3 separate regions of the Zea mays genome follow, and regions 2 and 3 are each linked to region 1. The links are chromatin contacts, called in public Hi-C maps. All regions are on one chromosome and are shown on one strand. Each heading gives the region's core, a stretch centred on a gene start, on an enhancer-like site or on the middle of the called end of the contact. The rest is flanking DNA. Distances are from core to core; before and after follow the strand shown.

What was found. A called contact is a pair of places that touch in the nucleus more often than the background predicts.
Region 2: a contact with region 1 is called in a Hi-C map of endosperm, with 2.6 times the contacts expected there. The contact joins the promoter of LOC103654264 here to the promoter of LOC103654267 in region 1. A contact is called at or near these places in 2 of 25 Hi-C or Micro-C datasets (endosperm and leaf).
Region 3: a Hi-C map of endosperm shows a contact between it and region 1, with 2.0 times the contacts expected there. The contact joins the promoter of LOC103654263 here to the promoter of LOC103654267 in region 1. A contact is called at or near these places in 2 of 25 Hi-C or Micro-C datasets (ear and endosperm).

What each region holds. Positions count from the first base shown.
Region 1 is chr4:188,559,265-188,561,964 of Zm-B73-REFERENCE-NAM-5.0, forward strand. It overlaps LOC103654267 (probable LRR receptor-like serine/threonine-protein kinase At1g67720), which reads left to right and starts at 1,420. Exons shown (of 15, transcript XM_008681100.3): 1 at 1,420-1,893; 2 at 2,400-2,700. The coding sequence starts at 1,818.
Region 2 is chr4:188,302,113-188,304,812 of Zm-B73-REFERENCE-NAM-5.0, forward strand. LOC103654264 (inactive poly [ADP-ribose] polymerase RCD1) reads right to left here and starts at 1,430. Exons shown (of 10, transcript XM_035967468.1): 1 at 712-1,430.
Region 3 is chr4:188,230,470-188,233,169 of Zm-B73-REFERENCE-NAM-5.0, forward strand. It overlaps LOC103654263 (protein trichome birefringence-like 28), which reads right to left and starts at 1,364. Exons shown (of 4, transcript XM_035967465.1): 1 at 713-1,364; 2 at 1-588.

The sequences.
Region 1 (2,700 bases), core at 170-2,669:
TTGGCGAGACATTGGTTTATAAGGACTCCATTATATAGCTATCTAGATATTAACTTAAATTTTCCTTTGTAGTTATATACGATGTATTGTAACTTGTGAAAAATGTTTGGTGCGTGTGAGAAATGACAATGTGGTATTGGACCTATAGTGACAATTGACAATCCACTATCGTGTGATCCGGCACTAGTGTCATGAGTATAATTGTTGGGTTGTTGTCTAAACTGGTAGTATCACTCAGGATACCACTAACGGTTTAAGATGATATCTGGTAATGATATGTATAAATAATATTATCAGTTTCTGATATGAACCAACTATGATGTGTTTATATCACTATTGGGTTATCCATGTAGCACTGGTGGATCACCCTATCACTATAAATTAACCGTTGACATAGATTTCAGCGATGATGGGATTTCTATCCGACAGTCTGGATGAGTCTGGATGTGGGTAGATGTGAGTCTGAATGTGTGTAGATGAGCAAGATGCCAATGATAAAGTGCAATTGTTGAAAAAATAGCTTACCTGATATGGCTCTAGCCAAATAAGCTCTAATTAGTCTAAACCCCTTTAGAACAAAAGAATATTTTTTGAATCCTACATTTTTCTATATTTTAACCAATTCATGTGAAATTCCTATATCATCCCTATGTTCCAAAGAGGTCCCTAGTGAGTCCCTATTCCACTATAAGAGTATCTCTAACTGTGATTTAAATCAGTGTCGTAGTTTAAAATATAGGGCTCAAATCATAAAAACAGCTTCAATAGTGTCTTATTTTATATTTTTCATAAAAAAATAATATGGGGCACACCATAAAGTGACCCTAATATATTACACCCTAGGTTAGCGTCATATCCTTGTTTTCTACATCATTCTCTACATTTTATTTCCCAATAATACAATTTACTTCCTAAGATGGATGATTTAGGGCCTAACTGTTGAAGTACAATTTGTTTTGTTATGCCTTAACATGTTAAATTATGTATTGTTTTAATTTTTGAGGGACTATTTTGTGGCACATTGTTGGAGATGCTCTTTACCTGTGGCATAAATCACTGCCACGTCTTGAAATATAGACTTAATCATTAAAAACAATCATAACAATGCCCTATTTTACAAAATTTTATCAAAAAAATTTAGGGCACACCATAAAGGGACCTAAATATACTACATCCCATATTAGTGTCATATCTTTATTTTGTACATCATTCTTAACATTTTTTCTAACAATATAATTTACTTCCTAAAATATATAATTTAAGGTTGAAACTCAATTTGTTTTTATTGCATTAAATATATTAAATGATATAGTATTTTAATTTTTGGAAATGTTATTTTTTGAGAGACGAGATACTTTAGTAAAGGTAACAATGAGACGAGAAGTAATATAAATATATTGAAAATTGACATGAGTTGTCATCGGCCGTCATGAGCTGAGGATCCTCTCCATTTCGCACGGAGACGGAGTCCCAGGCACCCAGCCAACCTTTTTCTACTCTTCTGGCAGTCTCTGTCTCCCACACATTCTCTCTCTAAACTCCCATGTCAGCCCGTCTTTATCGATTAAGGTCACTTTACCACTAGTTAAAGACGAGCGCCGCGTGCAGACGGAGTGGTAGAAAAAGCTGGATGTCCATCGCCTTGCTTCCAGGTTTTCTCCAACCATGTCCACCAACACACTGATCTAGTACTAGGACTAGTACTAGATCGATCCTGCCTGCCTGCCTGCTTGTAACAGCAACAGCAGCAGAAGTGGCGCACTGTGCTTTGCGGTGGCGGAGGCTGCGAGAGAGGAGGAACTTGCAAGCCGACTTCCATGGCTGCCGCCTTCTCCGCCGCTATCCTCTTCCACCTGCTGCTGCTCCTCTTCTCGCCGTCCGCTGCGCAGCCTGGTGAGCCGTCGCTCTCCTGACTCCTTCCGAGTCCCAATCCCCATTCTCATGTCCAAAGATTCGTTTTTTTTAATTTCCCCTGGTTGTTTTGTTTAGGGCGGCACCGCCCTTTCTCTACCTAGTTTACGCATGCATACTCATATAGTCAGTGTCATGGGGAGAATGTTCCGGCTTCTCCAGCAGATTTGCGAGATTGCAAGAGGAGGAATGTGCATATCCACACTGACCCCCTGTTTGATTTTGCTCCTTTGCATTCCATAAATGTTAGTGCTAGTAAATCTAACCTAACGGAGTAAGCAAGCAACTACTCTGAATTGGCTATCTCCCATCACGAAGAATGGGTTTCACAAAATTGCCATCAGACTCCTCGGTCACAATTATAACCACAAGGAGTCAACGATTACAATGGCAAATAGCTAATTATATCCATTTGTGGAATGTGTGTGTTGTACTACATCTAAACCTCACCATCTTTAATTTGCCCCCTTCCCATCCTGCTCCTGCAGGTTTCATTAGCTTGGACTGCGGGGGAGCTCGTGATCACACGGATGCCATTGGGATCCAGTGGACCTCTGATGCCAGCTTCGTCTCTGGCGGCCAGGCCGCGCAGCTGCTGGTCCAGAATGGCCTGCAGCAGACCCAGCAGCAGCTGACCACCGTGCGCTACTTCCCCGCGGACAACAGGAAGCACTGCTACACCATGAACGTCAGGAACAGGACGCGCTACCTTGTCAGGGCCACTTTCCTCTACGGCAACTTCGATAACAGCAACGTCTACCCGAAGTTCGATATCTCCCTCGGAGCGTC
Region 2 (2,700 bases), core at 180-2,679, 260 kb before region 1:
AAAATATATAGACACATGAAAGACTCTGTTTCGAAACAAAGTTTCAGTCGAACAACGATCAATTTATACCCATAAATGGGAATGCTAAATCTGTGATTACGCGATTTGAACTAGAAACCCCTCGCAATATTTTTTCTCTTTTTGGACTCAACCACAAAGGATTCGTCTAAACCAATTAACAAACTCTTGCTTCGATTTTCTGGGGTACCTTTCAAGTGTACCAATAAATACTTTGCTAGTAAGGAATCAAATGCTGGAGAATACTTTTCTAATAGATACTCGAATGAAAAATTTTGATACCACAGTCCTTGCAACTCCCCTTGTCGGATCCTTATCAAAAGCTCAATTTTGTACTGGATCAGGGCATCCTATTAGTAAACCCGTTTGGACTGATTTATCAGATTGGGATATTCTTGATCGTTTTGGTCGGATATGTAGAAATATTTTTCATTATCATAGTGGATCTTGGTAGGTGAAACGAGCAGCACCAATGCACATGCATAACTGTATATTAACTTGGAATGGACAACAGGAACAAATGAGAAGATAAGTGTTGGTATGCTTTGTACAATAAGAAGAGGTAAGAAGCCAACTTTTGCTAAGACTGATACCAAAAAAAAACAAGTGGCAATACCGTGGGACACCACAGAACAATCTATATTACATGGATTTCGCAGATGACATGGGAGAAGTGAGTAGGCGAGTGCTTACGAAGGGAGTGAGGTGGGATTTGAGATGCCCCTTTTGGGAGCGTCGGCTGAGTGGTAGAAGCGGGAGGAGGTCTCGAGGGCTGGTGACTCCCTCTCTCACGCCCCCAGTGCTCTTCTACGACCGACAGCGCCGAGGATGCTAGGGTTTGGGGGTACTGGCTGCCTAACCTGCGGAGCAAGGCGGGCGAGGCGACGAGGTTCTGGCTGGTGGGGCGACTGGGCGATGTGAATCCGGCGGTGAGGTGGCACCGGGCGGCGAGGTGTCGGGGTCAGGATAGACGACACCGGCGGTGGCGGTGGCGGTGGCGAGGGGTATCAAATCCTCTAACGTCGACCAGGCTGAGCAGTCAAGCGATCTGCGCCGTCCAAGGGGCCAGCCATCTCACAGAATATCTAGCAGGCCATACGACAGAACTCGAGGGCCCAAGTAGGCCCATAACACCAACGCCGCCTCTCCCGCGAGCACATGCGTCGGCCTCCCTTCTCTTCTTCCTCCCTCGGCGCCTCGTCGTTCCGGATGCCGCGCGGCGCCACGCCACCAAGGTAGGCCGGTTTCCCGTGCGTCCAGCTGTGTGGTGCCCCACGCCACCAAGGTAGGCCGAGTGAGGAAGAAGAGAAGGGAGGCCGACGCATGTGCTCGCGGGAGAAATGAAAATCTAACTTTAGGAGATAGTTAATCAGTTGAATACCCCGTGTTCCTTCATCCTCTGAATCGATAAATACAGACTACACATAAATAAATAAAAACTATTTAAGAGTTGTGTGCACCTAGAACCGCATCTACTAAGTATTAACAAAATTCTTTAAGATTACTAATCCTCAACAACAGTCCATGAAACTACAACATATGAAACTAGGACTCGATTAATTGCAATTGAAACACCCGCTCAAAATGAAAGACCCGCTCAAAATGAAGTGGATGCCCTTGTTGCAAAACTGGAGCTAGGACTCGATTGAAAACAGATCAAAAGCACTAGTAGAACATCAAGATGCTGTGAAACTAAAAACAGATAAACAAAAACTTTAAAATTATCTAGTGAATTTCACCGCTCTTTGGCATCAGTCTGGACTAGAACATTAGTATTGCAAACCTTGGGTCATGGCTACGTGGTATTGCATTGCAGACTATTTCCATAATCTAGGGTCAAATCAAATCACATACAGTAAAATATTTAGAAAGATAGAATATCTCCCATAAAAAACAGATCTATCTTGTAGATCCATCTTATAATAAACGATTATGTCTTATCCTTATAGATTCATCTTGTCCTAATAAGCATACTAATCCCACACTAGAATAGCAGTCATGATCTAATCCAAAATCTATTAGATCTCATCCCATCTAAGCTAGTCATACCAATCTAATCTAGATCACATCTAAGTTAATGTGATATATTGGGACCTGATCTAATCTAAATAATTTACTTAACAGGTTAGTCAATCCTGGTGAAATGGAGTAGACCCTACTCCTATAAACACATTTTAAACAAATTTGGTGACTTAGACCAACTCGGCCATGAACAAACGAGTTAACCAACATATTCGTGATAACCATCCATTCCAACAACCTAACGTCAAACCAGATCTTGACCCACTTAATGTAGTCTATCCCACTCGCAGCTATCTTAGTCATATGTCCCTAACTCAGATGGAGACACCAAGACCGAAGAAGGGATGAATCGGCCTCGACAAGGAAGTGATCCTCCACATCAAACGAAGGAGAGAAGTCAACTCAGATCTCTAGATGCGTCAAGGACCAACACCCAAGATGGAGTCTTACCTTGCCCTAATCTTTCTTACTATCCTTGCTCTAACCACATCTCATTATTCCTAGGTGGTCTTACATAAAAGATGCTTATGCTTCCCAAATAACCTACTAATTATTGGAAAAGAAAACTTTTTGGAACCAATTTTTTTAAAAGTTAAAACTACACATAGAACTTTATGCATCCCTTTCTTACTGATCTCGAGGACTAGATTATTTTTAATG
Region 3 (2,700 bases), core at 114-2,613, 330 kb before region 1:
ATCACCGCCGCCAAGACCTCCCAAACTGATCGCCACACCGTCCACCACGAACGCCGATGAGGTGTTGTAGGACGTCGCGAACGGTCAGACAAGGAACTCTAGCGCCGCAAAAAATCGTGGCCGCCGGACAGGATCGCTGTCGAGAGAGCGCGACCGCACCGCACTGTCGAGGACTCGAAGCTTTGATACCAATTGTCACGTCCCGTGGCCGCCGTCGACGAGAAACGGGGCGTGAGACTCCAACAAACTCGCCTTGCCGCTTCTTCACGAGGAAGATGACTGGTGGTGTTCTGAATATTCTCTTTTCTCCCTTCCCCTGTCCTGACCTAACTGCTCCTTTTGTACATCTCGATTTGGGCCGTGTAGTGGGCTGCAATGGCACCACTTCAGACAAGTGGGTCGGATGTTACATACTCCTTGGCGTAGAAGGTGTTGAGGGAGCCCCGCTTGACGATCTTCTTCCTGCCCTTGGACAGGATGGGCTGCACCAGGCACACCAGCGACTCCCACTGGTTGCGGTTCAGTGAGTCCCCCACGAACATGAGGCGCTTCCCACGCATCGCCTCCATGAATCTCCGAGCGTCGAACCTGCTCAACCGATTGGGGGACCAGACCCATATAATAAAGACGCAATCACACAAGTGGGCATGGAAGACGCGAGCTCGCGATGAGGTAGCAGTAAATGGTGCAGATCTGGAGGAGGAGGACGTACGTGGGGAGGGAACACTCGTTGGGCTGCCATCTCCAGTACTGCCACATGTCGTCGGGGCGGCCGTTGGCGAGGCAGGAGACCTGCTTGGTGAGGAAGGTGCAGTCTTTCTCCCGGTACGCCGGAACGGAGACGTTGTCGAAGACCCATCGGCCGCGGGAGAGGTCGCAGGTGAGCGGGGGCAGCGCGAGGGGCGGCAGGCCGGAGACGTTGTAGAGGTCAGCGTCCGGGTAGAGGTAGTCGTCGATGGAGAGCTCGGCGATGGTGCGGGCGTCCTCGCCGTACATGACGAGCGCGAGGAGGAAGAAGGCGGCGGCGAGCGTGGTGACCGGGGAGCGGCGCGCCGAGGCGAGGAGGGAGCGCGCGGAGGCTGCGAGCGGGGCGAGGAAGGGGCGAGACGACGACTTGGGGGCCGACGAGGTGGTTGTGGTAGTGTTGGGGAGCGCGGGGTCGGAGGTGGAGATGGGCGGCGCCATGGCTGCGGCCGGAGACTGCTCTGCTGCTGGGGGAAGGTGCTGGATGCCGATGGTGGCGACTCCGCGGCAAGGGGACCGAGACGCGACGCGAGGCCAACAAGCCTAGTCCGATCCCGCGGCTGGTAAGGCTTGCTGTTAGTGTTAGGTCCGTCCGGCAACTGTCGGCGTCGGTCCGGCGTGTCAGTGTCTCGTTGCGCTGCCGGATAAGAGTACGCATTTCCAGGTCAACGAATTTTAAGATCGTCGTAACGATGAAAACAAGCATAAGGGGGAGTTTGGTTGCTCCTGCTAAAGTTTAGCTCGGGTCACATCAAGCATTTGACTTTTATATAGGAGTATGAAATATAGACCTAACCAACTGGACTAGATTCGTCTCGTCTTTTAATCTTCGGCTGACAAATTAGTTTTATAATCCGACTACATTTAATACCCGGAACGGAGGTTCAAACATTCGATGAGACAGGGGCTAAATTTTAGCGGGGTGTAACCAAACACCCCCTAAATCAAGCACGGAATAAATCAGATAAAAACAAGCGTACGGCATGCAGAGAGTAGCAATTCAAGGCTACTTGTTGAGCATCACTTTAAGCCGGCGGACGGTTCGACCGTGAGGCCGGACGGTCCATGGTCCAGACAGTCCGTGCCCGTGGACCGGACGGTCCGCGCGTGCGCAGAGCAGTTTAGGGTTTCGACTTTTGTGCTACGGTTGTTACCTAGATTTGCGGAAATAACTCAAAAATTAGTTTGCAAAGGGTCCAGCTCCCTCTATAAATAGAGAGGTATACAGCCGATTTGTGATTATCAATCGAATCAAAAACACTTTTATCTCGCATTTATTTCCTAGGAGTAGTTCTAGTCTAATTTAGCCTTCCGATCCCCAAATTCTTCGCTTCTCTTCGACTCTACATCGATTAGAGGAGTCTAGGTCGGTCTGCCCGAGCCTAGACAACTCCTAGGATCTCTCCTCCCTGACGGGGTCCCTCCCGGGAGCGAGATCCAGGAGCCGCCGACGATCTTCCGCCGCCCCTGCGCACGCGCGGATTGTCCGGCCCCAGGGCGCGGACCGTCCGGCCGTCAGGCAGGAACCCTAGCCTCGCACCAGGCCGCAGACCGTCCGGCACCTGCGCGCGGACCGTCCGCCCCTGTGCAGAGTGCACCGCCGTTGGTTCGTGTTGAGTGTTTGGCGCCCTAAAAAGGTGTCAACATACTTTTTTGGCAACTCCGCTGGGGACGGGGACAACACATCTAGACCCATCAAATCGGCCCTCAATGGCCGGTTCAAAAGATAGCTCTGAAGTCTCCCCCAGCAACATTATAGAGCCGACTTGGGAAACCTTGCCGGCCGACGAACAGCTCCAGTTCGAGGAGCATAAGGAGCATCTGATCCAGGAGGCAAAAGCAAAGTTCTTGGCAAACTTCAAAGTGGACAGGAACAACAAGGTCGTCCGACAACGGGCGATGGATCCGGCTTCGCTTTGACCCACACCAGATATCTCCAATGTAAGTAATACAAAC